Regions from separate parts of the Mus musculus genome. Here all the other regions are linked to region 3. A link is a contact called in public promoter capture Hi-C data. All regions are on one chromosome and are shown on one strand. Each heading gives the region's core, a stretch centred on a gene start, on an enhancer-like site or on the middle of the called end of the contact. The rest is flanking DNA. Distances are from core to core; before and after follow the strand shown.

Region 1 (3,549 bases), core at 45-2,544, 1.6 Mb after region 3:
TCTGATTTAAATGCTTGAGGATCGGGCATCGGTATGGTTTGCTACGTTTTAACTTTTTCAGTCCACTTTAGTGAGCCTCCAGACGTCAAAAACACTGTGTTACATTCCCTGCATCACAGAGGAGACTGTCCTTAGCTGGCCAGGAACCAAATGCAACAGATGCGATGATGTCTGTAAATGATGGCTTCAACGCCGAGCATGACAGCCTGGGGCTCACGATCCCCAGATTCCCATCCAGGGCAGAGAGTCTGTGGTGTCTAAGCTGTCACAAAAGAGCAAAATTCATCTTTCTGTGATGAATACTTCCGGTACTCCAGCTGGAGACTTCTGTCTCATCAAGCAGTTGAACATTGAAATTCAGTCTACTTGAGTTAGTCACAACACGCACAGATGCATATGAGGATACCGCTAAAGCTAGGTTCCTAAAACTGGCATTTCAAAACGAGAGCCCCAAAACCCTTCTGGTTAGGTCATAGATTTCACCAAACCGTTCTCAAAGTTATTTTATGAGCTTTGCTTTCTTCCCAAACAATTTTGAGAGGAGACTCCCTGGAAATCAATCAAATCATTCCCTCCCTTGTGCCAGGAAATAACCAATCTTCTTCCAATTCTCATTGTCAGAAATGATTTCTTTCTAGTTGTAATTTGTCAACAGTTCCAGGGATCAGTGACCAACCATTCAGAGGAAGAGTGGTATTGGCTTGCATTTTGGGTTGGTTTGGTTTTTTTTTTTGGTTTGGGTTTTTTGCCTCTTACCTCCTATCTCTCAAGTAGGTGGTAATCCGGTAGACTCACAGAAAAGAGTTCTTATTTTCTTATCACAGGAAAGACTTGCCCTCTGTGACTTCCAGCCACAATTAAGCTTATTAGCATTTCAAGGAGCAGTTACTTCAGCAAACTAGAAACTGGCCAGTAAGGAAGGATGCCTGGCCAGTGTAAGGTCACTGACTCCAATTTACAAAGGGCTCCTTCATATGTGGAGAGCTTATTCAATTATACTTTTCTTTCTCTGGTTCCCAGACTGGACAGGACCTAGTCACATCGATGAAAATAAAAACCACATATAAATACATTGGTTCTCTACTGGTTTTATTCTAAATTTGACACCCATGTGTATTCCAGGATAGCTCTGCTCACTGTTACAAAAGAGTGACAAAGCAAAGACGGAGAAATGCCAGAAAATGAAACTGGTGATCAAAAGATTTGGCAAGCGGACAAATGAATACAGAGTCCAAAATGAAGGACGAAGAGAAAAACAACAACAAACGCAGAAAGGGTGATCTGGTTGAAGTCTATTAAACTATTGCAGATGTGGACAAAAATCACTCTGTATTGGTTCAACAGATCTCAATTATCAGCCCTGAACACATCACCCTGAATTCTAAAGGCGGAGATATGAATAGTTGAACACAGACTAATTTCTAGTAGACAAAATTGCAACTCACTGAGACTGCATTTTTTTTCCTCTGATTCACAGCTAACAGTCCTGAAACTAAGATTTAAGAACCTCACTGAAGCTGCACAGCTGGCCTATATGAACATGAATAATAATTCCATACACCTGCTGGGCTTTTACCATATGCTAGATATTTTGCTGAGCATTTTTGTGCCTTGTTTCACCCCTTTAATTCTTTGAACTTAGTACCCTTACTCTCTGTTTTATACTGTGAGGAAGCTTAGATGTAAAAGTTCATGTGAATGTCTCCAAATTGCACAGTGAGTGTGTAATGGAAGGAATTTTGGAAGCCAAACCATCTGATTCCAATACTCACAAGGATTCAGGCAATGACTCCCCAAACCCCTACTCCATTCTTTTAGTGGATATAGAAACTCATATGTATGCATCTCCTCCCACCCCACCCCTGCACCCAAAAAAGGGGGGGATTGATTTTAGCAACACACAGCGAGTTTAAAATGTAATACCATTAAATGTAAGTCTCTGGTTCTTTCCACTAAACCATGGCTATTTTATTTTGAAAAACTATAGGGATTTTTTTTAGCATGATAGGCAGTGACTATCACAGGCCTTAACACAAAAGTAATGGGTTAAGCTAAATATTTAGTAGTTGCAGGGAGAAATAATGCATTAATATTTAACAAGGAAAGTTGTGGCTTTGGCATTCATCCATGATCTTTGACAGGAACATTAAGTAAGAATGCTTTGCCCCCTCACACACTAACCTCTTCATAGACAAAGTGCTTAAATGGCTAGCCAATAGGACTAGCACACAAGTCATTCTCATAGCTGTAGAGAAAAAGAAATACCCAAATTGCACACAAAAAAAAAGCCCACAGAGATGAGGCAATAGGGTTCACCCAGCCTTTAAGCAGGGGCCTGGTTAACACATCACCAGGCTCATCATCATCAAGGCACAAGAGCTATGGAAATAGCAGCTTTTCACTGGATTTTGCTATGAGGTTTCTCGGGGGTGGGGGGGAATATAGAACCCATCGTCCCTTCAAAGATAAGGCTTCCTTAAGACATGAACCCATGCTTACAGTCTACACTTGGACAACATCTCTTCTCTGACCTCTGAGAATGGGAAGAGTCAAGGTTACTCTCCAACTCTCCACTTTCACCTACCTCCATATTTCCTTTCTTACAAATTGTAATTTCCCCTTTCTCATATTCAAATGGACAATGCAATTACAGAAGATTCACATACCCAGAAGAATCTAAGCAAATATAAACAAAACAGGATACTTTTGTCTATAGATTTGATATGTTGCTGTGGAAAACATCAAGGTGAGCAAGATAATTGCCTGTACTCACTAAAAGGTCTAACAGATGACAGGAGGCTCTGACGTGTCCTAGTCACTGCAACGTGGAGTTGAGCGCAGTAAGGCAGTCACACCACCACCTCGATGCTGTACTGATTAACTCAGATCATGCATGTAAAATTAAATGCTATTGGAAAGCAAAGAACTGCATTCACTGTGAGATACGAAGACATAACCCCAGAGGCAATGAGCGTGCAGGTGGCCAGAGGAGATCCCAGACAAACATCTGGAATAAAATCTTCTGAAATGCATCCAAGGTGGAAACACTTACAATCTAATAAAAGTCATCCTTTTCCCTAACTGTACCCCTCTGCTTTCCCATTATAGGTAGAGGGGGCCCCGTGGTTTCCTAGCAACCTGACCTGCACCTACATAACAGGAGAGGCCTAGACAATTGATCTGGAGGTTTCACATGACAGAACATGGTTCCTTTGGAAGGCAAACCAATGGTCATTGTGCTCTGTTTGTGGGTTCTGAACTTCAAATATCTCTCCTGGTTGTATCCAAAATGCACATGTGTGAGGAAGGAAGGGTTTACAGAAAGGCTTCAACTCAAATAAGCTCCATTTCACCCCAGGGTTAATGTGTCTCAGGATTGGTGTTCAACAACCATCATTTTAGCTATATTGTCTTTTCCCCTGCTGATGTCCAAGCTCCCAACACTCTAAAAGACTGAGAGTTGCCTTGAACCCCAACTTATGGGTGGAGTTCAGAAAGACTAATAAGACTTGTACAGAGGCCCAAACTGTAGCAGGCCAAGAGAGGGAG
Region 2 (3,536 bases), core at 746-3,245, 2.0 Mb after region 3:
TCAAAATCATCTGTTAATATTTTTAAACAAGTTAGCAAAAACAATACTATGCAAATATATGGCCTTGCCTAAGACGGGGCTAAAAGATAATCCTCATTAAAAGTAGCATTCTCAAATGCTAGAGGCTAACAGGAATCAAAACAAAGTGCTAACTAGGCATATGGGCTCAAAAGGAAACAACGCAACACACACACACAAACATGAAGAGGGGAAGTCCTAACTCCAATCTCCAAATGTTATTTTCAACAACAACTAACTGCTTTCCTTTGGGGGCAACCCTGTGAACTGAACCCAGGTGGACTAGGCACTCTACCACTGAGATTGGTCCAAACTCTCTTTTCACATTTTGAGAGAGGAGGGACTCACTGCATTGCACAGGAGGCCTTAAACTTATGCAGCACAGATTGTTCTTACATTTTCAATCCTCCTGCCTCAGGATCAAGACTTGCTGGGATTACAAGAGTTGCCTGCTCCAAATGGCCAAGCTTTTGGGTGTTTTTGTTTTTTCAAGAAAGATCACTCTACATAGGCCTGGCTGTCCTGAAGTATGTAGACCAGGCTGGCCCTGAACTCAGAAATCTCCCTGGCTCTGTTTCCCAAATGCTGGAATTTAAGGTACACGACACCACGCCTTGCCTTAGTTTTTAGAGCGTCAAAGGCCAGGCTTTCCTGGAACATTCAGTCGGCCTGCTGGCCTCAGCCTCCTCAGTGCTAGAATTCAAAGGCGTGCGAGCACGCACAGCCCGTTTCTGTGAACGCTCTGCCATTTCCTCCCTCCTCACCATGCTTTAAATCGCAGTTTTATGTCTTCATTCCCTTGACAAAATACTTCTATTTGCTTCACAGACTTTCTTTATGTGGATATGTGGGTAGACAAACTTCATTTAAATTGTTATGATGCCATGATGAATATTCTTGTATATTCTGTACACACACACACACATGCACACAGACACACACACATGGAATAAATGCCTGGGAATCAATCTGTTAGATCAACAGACATATGCACTTATTTTGGTAGATATTGCCAAATGTCTACAGAAATGTTTAATTAATTTATACTTCCTCCTAAAATGTAGACGATTGCTATCTTTCTACACATATTCTCCACAAAGGATATTTACAGCCACTAACCTGAAAACTAATCTTTGTTTGCTTTGAGAAAGCTGAGCATCTTTCTTCATTTTAAAGACACATTTTAAAGGCACATCCACTACCCTGATAGATCTGCATCTCTGTGTGTATTATGGAAATTTTCTTGTTACTTTCTGTTCTGTCATTAGACTCATGCTTTTAGAGTACTTTTGCTGTATTTTATACAGCAATATCTACTTTATAGTATATTTATTCCAAAATACACTGATTTTATAGAACTTTTGCTGTGTATTCAACACAAAAGTTTAACATAGGAAATGCACCCATCACTATCATGCTTGCAAAGTCGCTAAGATTTTTTTTCATGGATAGAAACATGTTCAGTTTTAAAGCCTACTTTTAGATTAGATAATTTACAATGAATGCCTATACTAAGTTATTTTAATTCCTGGTTTAATAAATATATTTTCGTATCTAAGAAAATGTAATGATCGTCCTCTCCTTTCTTTCCAAATCCTTTTCCTGGCTAGTCTTGATACTATTCTAAAGAAAATCAGATCCAACATCTCTCTTTTCTTATCCCTGTGACACTAGCATACTCTTGCCTATCTTTCATGGCTTTCTGCAGTTTTCTCTTTTTCCTGTCATAATCAACCACCAAAGCAAGTAACATTTGAAAATTGAACCTCTTGACCTCGCCAAACACACAAGTCTATCAAAAAACAAAAAAACAATCAAACAAAAAAGTCTCTGCTTTCTCCCCTTTCACCCTTACCACTCACTGGCTTCTATCTCAAAACATTATTAAACAATAAAGTGATGGCCCCTAGACAGTGGAAAACAGAATAATGCTGACCTTTGACTTAAAAGCTATGTGTCTTGTGGCATACTATCATGTGCCAAGCACGAAAAGCACGGCTGGATCAATCAGGGGAAGACTGTCAAAATGAGCAAGAGTTGGCACAAGGAAGGGAAAATACACTCTTGGCACAAAGCCCCCAAGAACTGCAAGAGCACAACAAACAGAAGAGGGCTGCTAACGATGCGGGGCTGCTAGAATGGAAGACGGCAGATACAGAGCTGCCAAGCCCACTCTCCGTGGACAGAAATGAAAGCCTCAGAGCTTAGCCCTGTGTAGACTAAATGTGACCTTCCAAGACCCCTGCAATGAAGCAGTAAAACACCAGGTTAAATCAGCTCCATTCGCAACTGGACCACAGGAACAGCACTGCCTCAAGAAAAGGGCACTGCAGATGACAAGAGAAGCCCTGGAGGGAAGTTTCTGTAAAGTTACCATTTCTCAGCCCCAACTTCAAGGCACAAGGGAAGAATCACGCCCAGCCCCCACTGACTAATGTGTTTATTTGTTTAATGAGTTCTGAGGATGGAACCCAAGACCTTGATATGCTGAGCAAATGCCCTAACAACTGAGCTGCGTACATCCCCAGACCTTGAACAATGGCTTTAAAAAAAAAATTAATGAATTAGTATGCTACTCAATTTATTTACACACACAAAAAAATGATTCAGATGGTGGGTTTTACAGTATTGATAAAGGTAACATAACAGCTAGGAACTGGTGAAGAGAGAATTCTGTTTTAGCATGACTCTAGAACTGTAAGACTTAAACCCTCTCTACAATGTCACTCAACAGAGAGCCACATTACAACTACATTTAGTAAAATTTCCGATACTGCTATCCTTGTTATGACCTAGGAATGAGCTGAGAATAAACCCACAATTCTGACTCCCTGTTTGCAAAAGCAGCGCAATACAGGGCAGAAGCAAGTCTCTAACCTTGGAATCTTGTAAGTCTAGACTTACGAGGTGGCTTTTTTCTGCTTACGCAGTGACATGTGTCCTGGGATACCTACCCTCATCCTGTCATATTGCTTAAATGATTGGGCTCAAGAAAGTGAATTGAAATGTGCTCTGTTAAAGTGTTTTGAAGCATATATGGAGGTGTGCTACTATTACAACCTTTCAGAAAACACCCACTGACCTGGTTTTTAACATTCACATCTCACCTACTCCAGTGTTCCTTTAAGTTACTCAATTCTTGATTTTAGAAAAAGAAAAAACCCTGAGGCTTTTCCCCTGACTACATTTTCTCTAATGCTGATGACACAATACTATTTTTAGCCACTGTGTGCACCTGTTCTTTAGAAATCAGTGGCTGTCAAAATACCTCACTTCTCTTCCCTGTTCATTAAGCTTACCCTTGAGTTATACTTGCTTTCATTCATCTAAGACTTATTATTTTTTATTTAAAATTATAATTTGAAATCACTAGGCACTGAGTTTTTTCAGAAGGATGCAGTGTTTATTTCTGAAATCCCCAACAGCCCCTTCTTTCCTCTATCTGACATGTAACTAGGATAAGGAAACAGGCTTTATTTGCAGGGCCGTGAGTAGAAATGTACATTTAACTCTGGAGA
Region 3 (3,667 bases), core at 231-2,730:
GGCTTTTATTTTTATTTATTTATTTATTTGTTTATTTATTTATTTATTTATTTATTACCTCTCAGGTCTTCACAGCTGGATTGCCTAGGCTGTGAAAATTTTTGCCAAAGTAGAAAAGTACTAGAGCTGCCTAGAGTCAGTGGCCCTGCTTTACAATGTGGGCAGATGCAAATTCCGTCCACTCTCCATTTCCCGGTCCATTTCCCAGACTCCAAATTACATTTGGATTGTCCGCAGATAAAAATATGAAACCACGTGTACCGATAAGTATGAAACTTCCGACACCAGTGCACTAAAGCACTTCATCCAAGCCAGGAAAACCCAGGCACTCCAGTGTTTTAGTACAGCGCCCTGGGTCAGGGCCAAAGTGAAGATGAGTTTGCCCCCAGGTAGTAAAAGTTGTCAAAAAAGAAAGTCGTGCCACTGCTTTTGCAAAACACAGGCACTGTGGGGTTCTAGGGCTTTGGGGCAAGTGGCTGGTGAGTGTGAGTGTGCTGACGCGCAGAAGAGTAAGTGGAACTGCGGGATAAGGCCGGCGCAGGGTTAACCCCTTACCTTCCAGCAGCACTTCCTTGCCTGCGCGCTTCAATGCCTGCACTGCCTCGTCGTGGGTGGCGTCCCGCAGGTCTGCTCCGTTCACCGACAGGATGGCATCGCCCACATACAGGGCTTGGGTCTGATCCGCTGCCAGCCCCTTGAAGATCTTGCTGATGAGTATGGGCATCTTGTTTTCCTTGCCCCCTTTGATGCTAATGCCCAGCCCGCCCAGCTCCTGCTTCAGCACCTTCACGCCCCTCTTCTGGTTTGAGATGGACTCAGGTACCTGCTCCGGGAGGTCGGTGAAGGCGGTGCGGACCCCGGCGGGAGAGTCCGGGGCTTGAGCGACACCGGGGACCGGGTGCCCGGTCCCGGAGCCCCTGCAGAACGAACCATTGGTGGCAGCCCCTATGCCGTTGTACGCCGCAGCGCCCTCCTCGCAGCTCAACACCAGGGCGTCCTCGCTCAAGTTCACCAGAACTTTATGCCAGCGATCCCGCACCAAAACTTCCAGCAGTCCGCTCCGCTGCGCCCGGGCGCCTCCACCGCCAGCCGGCGCAGCCACAGCCGCTGCCGCTACCGCCATCTTTCCAGCATTCTTAAAATGCCATGTGATTGCAAACGGGGGAAAAGTAGAGAAGGGGTGAGGATGGGAGGACTCAGGGTAACCGAGGCACGGAAGAAGCAGATGCCTGGCAGCGCGCGCTCAGACCCCGGACTCCACTCCCCGTGTTCGCGGCTGCGCCGGGCGCCAGTTGCAGCGGCGGAGCTTGTTCCCCCTCGCCTGATCCTGGGCGGGGTGGAGCAACCTAAAAGAAGACGGAGAGCCCTCGACAGGGGAGGAGGGAAAAAAGCCAGCTGCCAGTTGCAAAACCCCAAACCGAGAGGAGCCTAGGAGCTGCGGAGCGGCCAAGTGCTGTAGAGAATCGGTAGGAGGAGGCAAGGGCGGGGACCCGGAGCCCCAGCCGCTCACCTGTTCGCCACTGCAGCGTCACACTCCCACGTCGCGCTGGCTCAGACCCGGGTGCCTCAGTTCTCAGCCGCACCTTGCCGCAGCTCCCCCAAACCTACCGGGTCACAAACCACTACCCCAACCCCGCCGCCACCCCCTTTTCTTCTCAACCCTCTATTTTCGACGGGTTTCCACACTCACCTTTAGTAGGTGCGCTCACTCTATCCTCTTGAGTCAACTCCCCTCTCTCCTCCCGCAGGTGTTTGAAGATCCAAGTCTTCCTCAAACCAGACCTTCGCTGCCTCAACTCAGTCTCCCTCCACCCCCATCCCAGGACTCTGGGAAGGAAACTACAGAGAGAGAGAGAGAGAGAGAGAGAGAGAGAGAGAGAGAGAGAGAGAGGAGGGAGAGGGAGAGGGAGAGGGAGAGGGAGAGGGAGAGAGAGAGAGAGAGAGAGAGAGAGAGAGAGAGAGAGAGAGAGAGATCCTAGGCTGTGCCAGAAGTCAGGGGAAAACTGTCACAAGAACATAGAATGAAGCCTCATCAAGCCACGTACTCCTATCCTCTAAGTCAATGCAAGGCATCTTTTGGGGGAGTTTGAAGACAAGAGGGCTTTCTTTCAGTACCTACCCTGAATTTCAACGGGGCACTGTCTGCCTCATCTTCAGGACACAGTGTCTAACTCAGTGTCTGCTCTTTGCATTGCTCCATACTTCCCCCAACCCCATCCCCGTGCCAGCCCAAACGCTTCTCAGGGCTCCCTCCTTTGTTCTTAGATTCCATATAGGAAATGTCTTCTTTAAAAGCTAAGAATAGGTTTGTTCTCCAAGTTCCCTGAAAACTGCTTGTTTGGCTCTTAAGCTGCTCTGTCCCAAGGTGATGGCATTGTAACTCTTGGTTCCGTTCCTAGGCCAATCAGGAAATGCCACCTTAACTGTAACCCAAGCCATGGCTGAACATCCCAGAGTTCTGCTAAGCAGGTCCCACACAGTTCACTTAAACTGTGTTAAGACTTACTGGTCTTCCTGCTGTGCCCTCTCCTTTCTCCAGATGACAAAATAAAAAGCAGAATCTGTTAATTCTGGAAGGTGAAGCTCCTGATAAGATGCCAGTAGGAAGAGGGTCTTCTGTAACATGCATGTCATCACCCCACTGTGATGGGTATTTGCAGCAAACAGCTCTAGTTCTTTCCAGACTTACTTAATCAAGGATACTTAAAAACTCTCAGGAATCCCCGTGAAGTCCCTGACAGGGATTACAGAACTCAATGAAAATACTTGAGACTTTCTTGAGAAACTGAAGTCACTACAGCTCACACAGGGTGTGCCACTGTCCTGCTCCTGTAAGTTTTAACTTTCTATACTTCAAAAAAAAAAAAATCTTCATTTTTTTTTTCATGTAAACCTGCCCACAACAGGGACAGGAGCCCAGGAAGTTCTTCAGTCCTTCCTGTTGGACTGGGTTAGCCAGGGAACTAACACAGCTGGCACCACTGTTGGAAAGAAACCTGAGAGAGAGAGAGAGAGAGACAGAGAGAGAGAGAGACAGAGAGACACAGAGAGAGACAGAGAGAGAGAGAGACAGAGAAAAACAGAGAGAAACAGAGACAGAGACAGATGGAGAGAGACAGAGAGCAACAGAGAGAGAGAGAGACATACACAGAAACAGACACACACAGAGACAGAGACACACAGAGACAGAGACACACATACACACACAAACACACACAGAGACACAGAAACACACACAGAAACAGACAGAGACACAGTCACACACAGAAACACAGAGAGACAGAGACACACATACACACACACACAGGAGAGAGAGAGGGAGAGAGAGAGAGAGAGAGAGAGAGAGAGAGAGTCGGGAGGGGGGAGCTGGCCTTTGGTTTAGAGGCTGAGGTTTCAGGCCCTTCATCACTAAGTGTTTGCTTTTGAAATATAAATCACTAGCGTTGGCATTGCTACCAGGATGCCAATGTGAAGATGAAAAAATCAAAGCTAACCTGTCCCTGGACCAGAAACCCCCAGCCAGCATCCTAATGCTTTGCCTCTGTGGCTCTGCAGTAGATGCATGCCAGACACACCCACAAAGTAATTGATCTATTAGGCATTAGAAATGGCAGGCTCTGGGATGGGCTTTTCCACGAATCTCTGTGCTAAGCACATTTTCTTCTGT

The links. Promoter capture Hi-C pulls out the DNA fragments that hold promoters and counts their contacts.
Region 1: a promoter capture Hi-C map of liver shows a contact between it and region 3, with 2.7 times the contacts expected there. The contact joins the enhancer-like site here to the promoter of Sntb1 in region 3. A contact is called at or near these places in 9 of 39 promoter capture datasets (the 3T3-L1 cell line, 3T3-L1-derived adipocytes, cranial neural crest and 3 more).
Region 2: a contact with region 3 is called in a promoter capture Hi-C map of liver, with 2.3 times the contacts expected there. The contact joins the enhancer-like site here to the promoter of Sntb1 in region 3. A contact is called at or near these places in 3 of 39 promoter capture datasets (hippocampal neurons and liver) and 2 of 115 datasets of contacts at active chromatin or transcription factors (astrocytes and extraembryonic endoderm stem cells).

Annotation. Positions count from the first base shown.
Region 1 is chr15:57,464,052-57,467,600 of GRCm38.p6, forward strand. It overlaps a transcript of Slc22a22 not described here. Among named protein-coding and RNA genes, the nearest start is that of Gm35627, 52 kb to the right of the region's middle. Within about 2 kb of position 1,295, at least 18 of the 459 cell types and tissues checked have an H3K27ac peak or open chromatin away from gene starts, as enhancers often do. A contact at or near this core is called in 3T3-L1-derived adipocytes and liver, where this site is marked.
Region 2 is chr15:57,883,741-57,887,276 of GRCm38.p6, forward strand. The region is part of intron 1 of Derl1 (Der1-like domain family, member 1); the gene reads right to left. Among named protein-coding and RNA genes, the nearest start is that of Derl1, 6.9 kb to the right of the region's middle. Within about 2 kb of position 1,996, at least 34 of the 459 cell types and tissues checked have an H3K27ac peak or open chromatin away from gene starts, as enhancers often do. A contact at or near this core is called in astrocytes and liver, where this site is marked.
Region 3 is chr15:55,905,469-55,909,135 of GRCm38.p6, forward strand. Sntb1 (syntrophin, basic 1) reads right to left here and starts at 1,481. Exons shown (of 7, transcript NM_016667.3): 1 at 556-1,481. The coding sequence starts at 1,123.